2 separate regions of the Dromaius novaehollandiae genome follow, and region 1 is linked to region 2. The links are chromatin contacts, called in public Hi-C maps. All regions are on one chromosome and are shown on one strand. Each heading gives the region's core, a stretch centred on a gene start, on an enhancer-like site or on the middle of the called end of the contact. The rest is flanking DNA. Distances are from core to core; before and after follow the strand shown.

Evidence for each region. Hi-C and Micro-C count contacts between places; a contact is called where the count stands out from the background.
Region 1: a Hi-C map of ovary shows a contact between it and region 2, with 4 times the contacts expected there. The contact joins two enhancer-like sites. A contact is called at or near these places in 3 of 4 Hi-C or Micro-C datasets (brain, liver and ovary).

Annotation. Positions count from the first base shown.
Region 1 is chr7:3,150,256-3,157,542 of bDroNov1.hap1, reverse strand. It overlaps LYPD6B (LY6/PLAUR domain containing 6B), which reads left to right. Exons shown (of 7, transcript XM_064514567.1): 5 at 144-242; 6 at 1,685-1,779; 7 at 4,345-7,287. The coding sequence ends at 4,509. Among named protein-coding and RNA genes, the nearest start is that of LYPD6, 39 kb to the right of the region's middle. Within about 2 kb of position 5,887, at least 1 of the 2 cell types and tissues checked has open chromatin away from gene starts, as enhancers often do.
Region 2 is chr7:3,054,935-3,061,576 of bDroNov1.hap1, reverse strand. It overlaps LOC112981725 (a long non-coding RNA gene), which reads right to left and starts at 5,706. Exons shown (of 5, transcript XR_010389890.1): 1 at 5,461-5,706; 2 at 4,715-4,833; 3 at 2,088-2,236. Within about 2 kb of position 1,841, at least 1 of the 2 cell types and tissues checked has open chromatin away from gene starts, as enhancers often do.

The DNA of each region.
Region 1 (7,287 bases), core at 4,638-7,137, 92 kb before region 2:
TAACAGTGATGTATCATTGAAAATACATACATGTATGTAATATGTTTTTGTAAGTATGTGTGTGTGTGCAAGCACTACAGTATTATTTTGGATATTTGAACTTTTTATATTTGCAAACTTACTATATTTTAATACTTTTAAAGCCACTCCATTTCCAAACAGTTTTAAGTGCTTTACCTGTGATAATGCAGTGGACAATTACAACTGTAACAGATGGGCTGAAGATAGATGGTGTCCTGAAAGTAAGTGCGTCTGTACTAAGGAGATTCTTTATGGCAGCTAATACTTGTTTCTCCCTGATTCAGTCATCTTGTACAACTCTTAACTGAATAGGATTAACATACCAACACACTGATGCCCTTAGTTATATAATTAGTAACAGTGAGTCATGTGATTTCTGCTGAGGTGCATATTCTGATCACTTCAGTGTGCAAAGCAGCAGTGCAATTTTTTTTATGTTCGTATATAGGTATAGGTATGTGTTTGTATGTATAAAACTTTAAAAGCCATCTAGTGACATCCAGTCACTAACTAGAAAATACAGAAACTGAACTTAGGCACCAATGAAAACACAACTCCTTCTCATATTTAGCTTCTCTTTATTTGTCTCTTTATGTATCTATAAGTGAAGTGTTGTAACAAGTATCATTGCAGCTGTGTAAGTATATACATTTTCCCTATCTTCTAGACATTTTACTTGCTTTTGTGAAGAAACATAATCTGTTTTTTATGAGATCGTCTTCACAGTTTCTAATGTTCTCATGCTCACATTCCAGTGTTACACTCATTTGTATTTCCTCTCAATGCCATAAATAACTTGTTTGAGACTAGGACAGAGCTGAAAATTTGCATTCTTGAGCAAGGGTTCCATGACAGAAATCTTTTGCTGATCTTGTGCTTTTTTGGAATATTTGATTCTTCAATTTTGCATCAGATCACCATAAAGTTCATCTTCAAATGAAGTTTAATCTACCAAAAAGCCTGGTACCTCTTTCAGAGTTAACATAGGAACTGAGATAATTGTTGTTGATACAGGTTTGCCTTGTGCTTTCCAGGAAGTGATTTTAAGGGAATTGTTAACAAACTTAAGAACCACCTTCCTGCCCTTATCCCCCTCCTTCTCCTGGATACCATCTCAAGGGATAACAGTCCATCTAGGTTATAGTCTTGCTTATGAGCAGCAAGGCTCAGAGTGACTATGGACTGTACTTCTATGAGAGAAAGATGGGAACATAGAAAGCAGTAGAAATATGTTTGCTCATTTTTCTTTGCAGTGATATTCAAAGTAAGAACAGTGGGAAAGGGGAAGAAGTGAACTATAGGAATGAGGAAATGTCTGAAGTGAAGAAAACAAGAAGACAGTATAAAAAAGAGAAGGGGAGAGTGAAAGATGTGTAGATTATAGTGCTAATAAGTAGTTTAAATGTCAGCAGCCTTTCTGGTGGTTTGAAGGGGCAGTTAATCCTAAAATTTCACCCCGATTAATTAATCAATGAATGGGATTTTGATCAAGTTGAAAAATAGCATTATACAGCCTGGACAAATAATATTTTTATGAGAATATCTTGCTAAATTGTGTGAAATTTTTGAACTCAATGAAAGAACTCATATTTTATGGAAATAAACCTTTTTTTGATTTATTTCGTAGGTACTCAGTACTGTTTGACCATTCATCTCTTCACAGAACATGGGAAGAGTATATCAGTCACCAAAAAATGTGCTACTGGAGATGAATGCCATTTTGTAGGCTGTCACCATCGCAGGGAAAGTAGTCACAAAGTAAGTATTATTATTTTGCATTATTTGTGTAAAAGAAACACATTAGTTTTAAGGTTTTCCATTTCAATATTTGTTTTTCATATGGTTGGAACTTGTGCTGTGCTGAAGAAGATGTGCCAAGAGATGCTGTCCAGTATTACCTGTAGAAATCAAATTTCTCCAACGGATGCATGGCTACCCCCTTCTTCCTCCTTTCCTATTTGTATTGCTGTGGTACAGTCAAGGATGTAATGGCAGCTTGTAAAGAAACATCTGAGCTTCCAGGGACATTGCTAGTGTGTATCTGATGCATGAGCTTTGGCTTCTGAGAGCTGCTGTTGCTTGTGGTGCTACAGCTGCATCAGTCAGCGCTTGGGCAAGCCAGTTGGGAAGTGAAGTACTCCAGTCATGTCTCTGGATAACATAGCTTGGGTAACGTTACACAGTACCTGAAGCAAGCCTGTAATCATCCATGAAGGTCATATTCTTGAGCAACATGCAGCTGAGTTACTTTGTTCCAAGACAAAAAGCTAGGACTCTTGCCCTCTCAGGTGGGATTTGCACATGTAGCCTTGAGCGACTATGTAAAAGTTTCTGGTTAATGAGCAAACATATCCCATCAAAGTATTGTCCACTGCAGTAAAGCTAATTCCTTAACAGTTGAGAATAGTTAGTGCTCAAAACTTTAAAATAAGTCTCTCCACTGTCTGCTGGCCTACCTGCTGCAATACTGGAATTCACACTGCAGATTGGTTGTCTCCATATCAGGTAGCCTACTTGTAGGAACAGTGGAGTTGCCTTTTGTGCTTCTGCCTCCAGAAAGACTTTGGTGGCTGTAGGCAGCCATGCTTGGCTATCTTAATCAGAGAATTAATTTCTGTAGTGGTAAGTTGTGAAAGAAGAGTAAGGCTGGCAAGAGGCTTGGAACATACTCTGTTTCATTCTGTAGCAGTGCCAAAAAAGAACTGTTGTGCTAAAAGGAAAGTATACGACACAAAGAGCGATGCCAAATAAACTGTAAAAGAGATAAGCCAAATTCGTTGTGCCATTTATCAGAGGAGAATAATTTCCAAATGGAAATTCATAAAATGCTAAAAGAAAACTATAGTTCACAAGTACTAGTTGGCAAAAATCTAGAGCTATGTAAAAAGTGGTTTTCTGTAGCATAAAACTTTCTGATTTTTTTTTTTTTTAAAGTCTCAATTTACAGACTTATGAAAGCAATGTCATTGGAAAGTTTCTCGAAAAAAGACAAGGCGGTACCACTAGCAGGCAGGCAGCACCCTGGTGCCATTTCTTTGACATGTGAGGAAGTCATACAAATGTTGATCTCAACTGGTCTTTTTGGAGCAGTTGTGTATTGTTTATATGATGAAGTCTGTGAGTAAGGACTGTAACCTGGCTCTCTCATTTTGTAAGGGAGGTTCTGATCGCCAGTCTCCCAGGTACTGCTGTCTTCCCATTCACTTTGCAAAACTCTTGAGCTTCCTCTAGAAGTTCTATCCTTGCCTTGAAAGAATTTCTGTGAAACTAATATGTTCTGCAAAAAAATTCTACTTTGATAAATTGGTATATTTTGATCTTTCTCCTAAAATTCTTCACAATTGTGGAAATACACATAAGTCATTTTTTCTATCCTAAGCCATTTAAGATTTTTTTTAGTTTTAAAATATACTCCTAAAATATTTTTGGGATTAATGCAGTCTGATTTTTTTTTTTTAGTGTTTTTGCAAAGAGATTGTATAGAGTAGTTCTGCAATGTTACCTAGTACTGAGAGAGTTCTTAAATATCAATGATTTCCTAAAATCTTTGGGTTGGAATTATTTTTAACATGAAAGATGTCAGATACCTAAGAAGAAGCAGACAACACCTGTTAAATATAAAAGGATCTGTATGTTATCTGAGCAGATTTTCATTGATTTCGACAGGTTTTGATGGATTGAGAGTAGGAAATGATCATGCAGCATTTGTCTTCTGCTGCATTTTATCTTACAAGAACTTTTGTTCCTTTGTTTAAAATGGAAAATGGCATTCTCCTGGCTTTTTTAGTAAGGAATATTAAGTAAGGAAAGTTACTTTTAGAGTCCCTCTTGAAAATCAGCTTTGTCAGTGGTTCTGTGGCACTGGAAAACTGAAAAAAAAGGAGATCTGAAGTTAAGCATGCAAGGCTACACTGAATACAAAAGCTTGAGGGGAAAAATAAATGGGAACAGAAGTTTTACAGTCAGAATATTTTAGTTTAAAAAGCTGGAACTCAAAACATTCAAACGTGTTTGTAGTTAATGTGTTAGAAGGGGAAAGCTGTGGAAAGCTTTCCCTATTTTCTATGACGTGCCGCATCATGTCCCAGTTTTGAAGCCCGGTGACCACACTGGGTGATGAGCTCCTGTCAGAACGCCGTGGTGCATGACTTTGGAAGAGGTGCTGTAACTGATACCCTCCATCTGCTGATTTGGGTCAGGGGCTGCCAGGTGGAAGTGATTAGTCTACTTAGTTGTAACCTTTGCAATAAGTTGAAAGAACATATAGCTTGAAAAACCACTGCTGAATTAGCCTGTGCCCAGTGATCTGTTTTTTCTCAACAGGAATGCGTTTCTTGCTGTGAAGGTATGATTTGCAATGTGGGAATACCAACCAATCACACAAATGCAGTGTTTGCTGTATTGCATGCACGGAGAACGTCAGATGGCTGCAGGTGGACAGTCAACACTGCATTGCTTGCATCAGTCATGATGGTTATGTTGTCCTGATGCAGCAACCTCCCATTACATCTGCTTGAGAGGGTTTGCCCTTCTGTGGGCCTGTAAAAAGCTGCAAGAAGATTGCTTCAGGATGTGCAAGGTGAAATCACAGCTACTTCTCAAATTACATAAGAATTTAAGAAAACAGTGGGAAGACGTGTACATCATGAAGTCCCTGGATACATTAGTGAAAATACTTCAAATGGCCTGCAGTATTTAAAAGAAACCACTAGTGACTAGGCAGCACAGTGAACTTTAAGTTATTATAGTCCACTATTTTATGGTGGAAATTCACATATGCGTGGCATGTTTCTTGAACAGAGAAAAGAAGTGTCTGCAGACAATTACTTTGCCACATGAGATGAAAGGGGACTTTTGATGGACCATATGCCAACAGGTGTCTTAATGGAAACTGGTTTTAAACTATTTTTCACTGTGCATAAATAACATGGAGTGTCTTGTCTTGATCAACAGGTATATTTAAGCTTATCCTTAGTTATGGTTTTCATAGAGTACATATATGAGAGATGTTTTTTCTGTTTTGATCAGAGCTGTCACATCTATTGGAAATAATAGAAAATAATTTTAAAACTGTATCTTTCTTTTCTGTAAAACATTGTCTCACCCTCAGATTATAAAATAATGTGAAATTATCCAAAATTTCTGTCTAAAGATCGTTACCTATTTGGGTTCGTAGATCAGAATTCTTTTTTCCCTCTCCCTCAAGAGGATAGTTTGCTTGTAATAGAGTCCCACCTCAGCTGCTCAGCTTCTGAATCTTTGTCCTTGTGATATTATTTAAGGTGTTGATAATAACATGACTTTTAAATTGCAGCTACGGTCAAGCAACTACTGTATCATAAAAACTGTAAATGGGCACTTGGTGTAAATAAGGAGAGGTCTACTCTTGGTTAGCAGAAGACTACCAGAAATGTTAGTGTCCTTGAGGGATCTTTAAATTGTAAGCACTTAGCGCTTTTCAATATCCCAGAACGCTGGGTATCACTTTTATCTAGTTTAAACACCCACATCTGAAAAGTTTGGGCCAAGATTCTGCTTTTCGTAACAATAGTGGGGGTTTAATGTGTATTTGCCTACCTTAACTCTGTCTTTTCATCATTTAAATGACTGTGTGTCAACTAGATGAACAGCTGCAAATTTGACAAATAGAGTTTAGTTACTGTTAGATGTACTAAAAACTCTCTTTTCTTTCCTTTGTCAATGCTGTGCTGCAGACCAGCACACCTAAGCTGCTTGTCTGAACTCTCGCTTCACCCGTTGTAGCTCAGTACAGTACATTTCAGGACTCCTGTTGCATCGACCTAAATACAGTCTGTAATAGGTCACATTTACACTGTGTATGTTGGCTACTTTGTTAATAGTTTAGCTTATGTTGTTTGGAGTGCAGACCCCCTAATTGTGGAGGCCAGCAGGCACTGATGTTATTTGATGTTTCTCAGGATGGTTTTAATGAGACTTTAAGTCCTAACAGATTTCAGATGGTCCTATTTGCCTGGCTGCGTTTTCTTCCATCTCCCCACCTTTTTCACAGACTTGCTCTGACAACCCTTATATATTGCAGCATAGCTAAAGATCTGACCTAGCAAGGTTGAAGAACTGCATTTCATTTTGTTTCTTTTTTTTGAACAAAATGATGTCTTTTCCTCTTCTTAAAGGAATTGGTTAAAAATTATCATAAATTGTCAAAATATTTTTCAGAGGAGGGATCGTTAAAACTTACTTTTAAAAAGAGATTCAAAACTGATCTCTGAAAAATACAGATAACCCTAGAAATTGTGGGGGGAAAAAACTGCTACATAAATATTGGCTTAAATATTAGCTATTTTAAATCACCAAATATATTTAAACTAGTGGCTGAAAATACTGATTTTGAAATGTTTATAGTTTGATCACATTCTAAAATGGCAACATACTATTTTTAGAATATGTAAATATGTCTAAGAGTCAGCCCGCGATTTGATGACAGGCAATTGCACAGTTGTAAAAGTTGGATGGAAACACTTTTTTCTTGCAGATGCAAGACAGTTCTTGCTGCCTAAATGAAGACTTTTCAGGCTCTGGGTTCTGATGGCTGCTGCTGCGCAGTCCAGCAGGCCAAGTGCCTGAAGATGTTCTGAAGAAATTTTTTCCTTTATTCAAAGATCATCCCTAGGTAACGTCTGTAGCATTAATCTTGGTGTCATACATAATAACAAACATAATTAAGATTGTTCAATATTTTTCATCACTAAATGTCATCTTTTTGTTATATGGTCTGTAGGGTTGTTGGATGTTTTTTCTTGTGGAATAACCATGCCAGGTTTGCCCTCTGCTCAGAGGGGAATTCCGTAGTAAAGTGAAATCAAGTTGTCTTCCACATTTTGGACCACGATATTTTTCCTATTTTTGCCTCCAGCACTAGGTAATTGTTTCTGGGAATAATTATTGCAGTCTTAACAAGGCCTTAAGATTGCTTATGGTCTTAAATGAGTTTACTGTAAATACTTTATAATAATCTAAGTGCTGATGCTTGTTTACAGTACAAATGCCATTCCAAGGCATTGAGGAGTGCCAGGGAGACCCGGGAGTGCTGCTCAGGAGATGGGCTGAGATTCTCTGCGACCTCCAGAAGAGCTGGGCTCTGGGGGGGTGTTCTTGGCTGGGCTGAAACAATTTTTTTCCGTTTGACACACTGAAAAGTTAAGAAACCTGCTCATAATTTAAATTTGGTGAAATTTCTAAGAATCATTTTAGGTTAAAAAAAAAAAATGAAGCATTCTACTGAAG
Region 2 (6,642 bases), core at 592-3,091:
CATTTAATGCCAAATAAATAGAATAACTACATTAGAACTAATACCAAGTAGAACAACTACATAGGTGGTGATTTTTTTTTATATCTGTTATTTACCATTAAACAATAGACTGAACAAATGAGCTTAATTGGATGAATCATTAAAAAAAAGACATAAAATCTGATTAGATCGACAAAACAGCCTGATCTAAAAATGACTATATCTGCTGCACACAGACTGTGCTATTCACTTCCCTGTTGTTTCTGGCAGACAGACTACATAAGCTTTCCACTCAATCTCCCCCCTCTTTTTTTCCCCCCTTAGGGTATTAAATTGCTGTCAGAATCAGCCCACGATAATTGTGGTTTTGTTAAAAAAAAAAAAAAAAATTGGCAAAGGCAACATGAGCTCTGTGGCCGAGCTGGAGAGCACAAATATGTTTGGATTCCTAATCTCATCCTGCCACAGGCACTGCACATTCTTTAACAAGATTAACTGGAAGAGCAGTGGCCTTGGAGGACTGCTAAGATCAAAACCCATGCCCTGGTGGGCCAGCCAATGTGTTTGTTCAAGTTTCTATAGAATACATGGGTCATCAAATGGGACCCTCCCAAAATGGTAACTCTTTCTTTGTGAGGGCAGAAAACACTGGAAAAGAATCAAGTCTGCATAATCAGTACTTTTCTTCATTGAGCTATTCTAGGAATCCCATTTTCACATTTCAGGTTGAGGATTATTATGAGAATGAGCACCAGCACAAAAATGCCATGAACAGCAGGTCTCGTTCCTCTGAATTTTACAGGGCAGAACCGGGAAGGATGTCATACTGTAGGCAAACTCCACTGAAGTGAAAACCATGCATTGCTCTGAAACTTTCATAAATAACAGGATGGAGTTAGCTAATTGGGATTGATTTGATTCTAACTCTAGATGACTGCTGTCTGTAAGAATTACTAATATAATAATACAATGATAATGTTTATTCCTTCCTATGTCTTAAAATCCTGAACTTTGCTGATCTCTTTCGCTCCTCTCTCCCTGACTCCTCATGCTTTAGTGGGCCAACCAAACACGCAGGGGCTACCAAGCTAGCAAGGGTACTGCTCTCCCCCTCCTACACTAAAAACAAACTTCCTTTTTCACACTTCTTTGCAAAGGCACCTCTCTCACATCTCTAGGTCTTCCCACTGTACTATTCATCATCATCTTTGCTCTCTTGCTATTCTCTGTTTTTTAATATTCCTGAAGCTTTATGCACTTCTGGTTTTAATACACATTAGCTGCACAAAGACTCCTGCTTAGTTAGAGGAAGCAAAGATCACTGGACAAAATTAAAGGGCGGGGGGGAAGCAAACAACCCCCCCCCCCCCCCCCAAGACCTATGTAAGTCCTGGAAGTAAACAAAGCAGTCTCAAAAATTATTAAGAAACTATATGTATTTGAGCTTGTTAGCTCCACTCTGAGGTTGAAGTTCTGTTCAAATTAGCAAAGAATCTGGTCTAAGATTTTCCAGTTTCAGGCTGTCTGAAGTAAAAACAACATTATAGTTCATAGGCTGCACAGTACCTGGCTGATCAGCAGCCAGATGGTTTATGCAGCAAAATCAGCCCTGAGGTGGTACAAAACCACCCAAGTACTTTACCAACACAAAACTTCACTGAATGTCCTCAGGCTTTTTCTCCCCTCACCATGTCAGCTGCTCAGCAAATACTGCATCAGATTTCATGCTTGAGTCTCTTTCCTCAAACTGCCGCTCAGACAGAGACAAATGAGGCTTGCAACCATTTGCAGACCAAGCAGGAATTTATGCTAAAAGCCTAGACTGCCCCTCATCTAAGTCCCGTCCTCCCCTTGAGCACGGCGTGTAAACACAAGCCCAGATGAACTCACCCCCAGGGGCTGTGCAGTACTGCTAGAGCTACGTACAGTCCCTCAAAAAGCTTTAGGACCTTCATGCACTCTTCCCTTCCTTGAGACCTAAGTGTTCATGCAGCAATGTAAGCTATCTTTCAGACTTCGCAGGATTCAGAATTGAACAAAATTTATCTAAATTGAGGCAATACCATCATATCAATCATATAATCTCCATAGAGAGAGGATTACTTTACCAGTTCAGATAAAAAGGTCCCACAGCAGATCCATGCTCCAGGAACACAAGCAGAGCAGGACTTCAGTGTGGAGCAGCTACCAAACAGCCCGGGGAAGCAGCTGCAGCGCTGTTTGGCCCCTGATTACCCACCTGGAACATTGCTGAGACCTGGTGGTAACGAGCAGGAGAGGGAAGGGGGTTGTTTAATTAGAAAACAGGTTTTTTCAGTGTCTTGCAGCAAATCCAGCTTCACTGTGCTGCTGCTAGAATTTGTTATTTTAAGACTTTTTGTGTTCCAGTATGTAATATTTAGGATGTGATCAAGAGCAAACAATTCAATCTTAGTCACCTGATTAAGGCACATGTGAGCACACACACACTGAGGTTAGACCCTGCATATTAACAGGGTACAGCAAACACTCACATGCCAAATGCAAACACTGCAACTCTGAAACGGATCTAAGTGGTATATATAATCAGTGCTGCATGCGTCCCCTTGCAAGGATTTGCTTCTGACAAAGAATGCTGTCAGATGCCATTATTCTCTTGGAAACAAAGAGAATTATAATAGAGGAGATCCTATGAAAAAGCCAATACATAACTTATTCTTGCAGCTGATAGAAGATGTTATTGTTGTCACCAAGCAGCTGCTCCAAGCTTTGAGTGCGTGGATGTGTGTGTGTGCGTATGTGCATGTAGCTCCTGGACAACTTCCAGATTTATAGAAAATTTCCGCTATGCAAGTGTCAGCCTGCACGAAAACTTAAGAGCACAAAAGGCTTCAACTGACTGACTTGGAATAGCAAGCAGAAAGCACCCATGCATGGAAATGCTTAACTTTCCTTATGTGTTTAAGTATGATGCATCTTTATTTGGTGGGCATTGAAATAGGTCTGCTGGCTTCAACAAAATGATTTAAAGCAGCTGATGACCTGCCCCCAGAAGATTAAAAAAAAAAGTTCATATTAATGGCAGTAATCAGTGCTGAAGTGCAGCACATGTCTTTGAATGCTGATGGAAGTTCTTTGGCCAATGGTTTATATAACAAGGTCAAAACTTCACTACTTCACCATTGCTATTAATATTAGAGAGTTAGCCCTGCTTAAGTTATGCTTGAAAAGCTAAGGAAAGGTAATTACTTAAAATAAACTGCAGGAATTTTACTGTATATTAATATCTTTTCCATAATTATGTTCCTCTGCGGGAAAATACTGAACAACCTTACTGCTCACTCCTGATACAACAATTGAACAGATTATACGTTTTTTGGAGCTACCATCTTTGTTTTTACAGCACACCTATCTATGAACAGTATCTGCCCATCTGATGCTTTTTCAAGCTAAAAGAATCAAGAAATCAATCACAGCCTCTTAGAACATAAAATGACATAAAATGAAATATTTACATTAAAAGGCAAAACAACATAGCCACCAATGCTGAAGTTTTAGGATTTTAAAAAGTCCAAAGTGAAATTATATGTATGCGTGTTTAATGTAGCCTCAATTTCAAGGCTGTTTTCAAGTGCTTTCATCTTCGATTCTACGACAGTAGCACTATCTGATCTGTGTTCTTGTCCACATAGCTGGTTCTTTCATTTCTCAGCCTACTTTCTACATTTCATTCCAACTATTTCCCCTGAAAAAGTATCAGAAGGCAATAGAATGCTGAATTCCAGCTGAACTACAGATTAGTTTCTTTTTGATCTTAAGCTAAATATTTTACCACCTTAGGATTAAATGAGATGATAAAGAATGGGCTATTCAGTGGAGCTATCAAAGACTACAATGAGTTGTTAGTGCTGCTAATGAACATACTGGGTTTACTCTATTACCATCATGTCCTGAAAACATTTATTCAGAAAGCTGAGGGACTGCAAATATTGCTCTATCAATGATGCCTCTCCTCCAAAGACTAATATGAAAACTTGGCAAAACATACACAGTAATTTGTGCAGGAAACATTCAGAATATCCAGCTATGTGAACTTGGCCCTACTAATAAGTAAATACATTTGAGCATATCTTTTTTCCCCCTGGAGGGACACTGGAGTAGAAGCATTAATGCATTCTGCCTTGTCTTCATTACAAAATAATTCAGATGCATTAACTTGAATTAAAGTCTTAGTGTTAGCCTGAGTTAACAACCAATTGAAGCTCTCTGATAAGTAGAATATACCTTGTTTTTGACATGAGTTAGCTAACTCAGGTTAAGAACACTGATACTGTTTGAGCTCTTAATCTACTCAGCAAGACATTATCAAGAGCCATGGATGTGGACGTGTAAGCTATGGAAATACAACTTTACAGGCTTTGGGTTATCTCTATGGATTTCCTAGTGGATCCTAACAAAAAAGCATAAAATCCACCTGTTTAAAAGGGAAGCTTAAAGTCCACCACGACTTTTAGGTACATAGGGACAGTTCAAATAGGAAAAAAAAAAATTTGATGCATGTGCAGCAAAAAAGCTACCTCAGAGAGAACATCAGTAATTGTATATGCATTCTGACTTTGTGTAAAAGTGTGTTTCATTTCAAAATAATTTTTTATGTGAAAATGTCCTGCAGAAAATGAATACATAAAAATATCTGTATATGAGATACTACATTTTGAATCAAGTGAAATGTTTCAGTCCTCTACTATCCACTCACCAGGACTTCCAGTTATTCACATAGGTATGCTTCATTCTCCTTCATCAGTCAGTCTTCAATATCTTTGTCCTTCATTTCGTATCAAATGCAAGAATTATCAGTGTCCACTAAGAACTCCCCTGAGATCAAAAGAAGGAATTCGCTTAATGCACATGGTCACTTGAGTGATTTTGTGAAGTGCTAACACTGTGGTTTAAGAAGTTATCTAATTGCTGAAGTAGATGATTTCAAAAGCATGTATGCTGTATATCTTGTAATACAATGATGTCATGGTAACGTAACCTCCTTACCACATTCATCACACATTTTAGACGCTTCAATAGGCCATGCATCCAACGCTGCCTTTATAAACACTTAGAATGTGATTTTACAGACTCAGAAGTAATACTAAGGCAATTCCCCACACATATTTTGGACCATCAGAACTTCCACACTTCTTTCAGTCCAGCAGGCAAACTACATGGAGAGCTGCTCTATTGCCAAGGCAGAACTGACAAAAAAAGAGCTTACAAAGTATGCTCTAGTCTTGAATTATACTTATCACCGAGTGTATAAAAATTGTATTGCCACTCCAGACTTATTTCAGATTGTTTGAATACTACCAACACACACTGCATACGTATTCAGAGTTCTTCCAAATTCACACAAGTTTTTCAGCACGCAAGACTTCAGCAATTAGTTTAGCCTGACTGCACAGAAGCTTTTAGAGTAAAACAAGCTCACAGACCAGACTTTCTACATGTTACCTTGACAAAGTAGTTTCATTCGGAGGTCTTGCCTCTCTGGATTTGGTACTTGGAGCTGTCTAAAGTTACAACGTTCCTTTCTTGAAGGTTTATTAACCAGAGTATCTCTTGCTGAATGACACCTCAATTAACAAGAAAGGGCAGCAGGCCTGCAGTCAAGATGGCAGTCAAAGAAAAGGGGCCTTCTCCCTGAACAGATATCTTTGACCTTGTGGATTATTTCGATAGCTTTTCCTCATCCAGGTGGCTGCTGGTGGAAAGAGAATAGGATTCTTTACTGTTTATGCTTTTATAAAGGAGTGCTGTTTGATTACTTGGCTTATTTTTCCTGTGCTCTGTAAATGTATGCACAGAGAACACTAGTTTGATAGACAATTTTGAGGATCCAGTATAAAAATAGAAGGTGTGAAAGTGACCCTTAATAAAAGGAGGCTTTGAAAGGACAGGGCACATGAGGCAGGTGACACAGTTATTTTGCTACTGCAGTTCTGCATCACTGCTAATGGTATTTTTACTCATTCCTTCCACATGATATGCTATATAAAAATCATTTTTAACTTAGTCATTTGGAGAAAGAGTAGCTTAAAATGTATTTGTTCTCTCACAGGTTAAGCACAGTTTAGTATGAAGCTAAGTACTAAAATCTGCACTGTTATACATGAGGATGTATCACAAATGTATCAGCCCAATCCACTGAACTGAGCAAAAGGGGCTGAGTAAAAGATTTGAATTCGACTCTCCTGTACACAATCCTCAATCTACTAAAATACTAGGTTTTTGTCTAACCCACCACAAAATCATCTAGTGCTACTTAGCTAGCTGCATGAATCTTACAACTAGCTCTTACTGTAGCACAACTTAAATATGAATATTCACGGCATGGAGAACTGCTCAAGCTTTCTGCTTACTGAAGTCCTTGGCAAGTTAACTCTTCCTTCAGGGAGCAGACGCTTCTTTGGCACATGCTGCTACTTCAGGTCTACTAGAGCCTGCGTAAAAGCTACCACTGAGTCTAGACTTTAGGATGAGAGTCTTCAGAGGGAAAGATCCTAACCACTGTAGGAAGAGGATGCAATCAGGGCCTACGTGAGAATCCCAAAGCATTGAAGACCTCAAGATAATTAATTATTTCCCTCTACTGATTCAACTAATTGAGCAACATCTTCCCAATTTGGTCTCCGC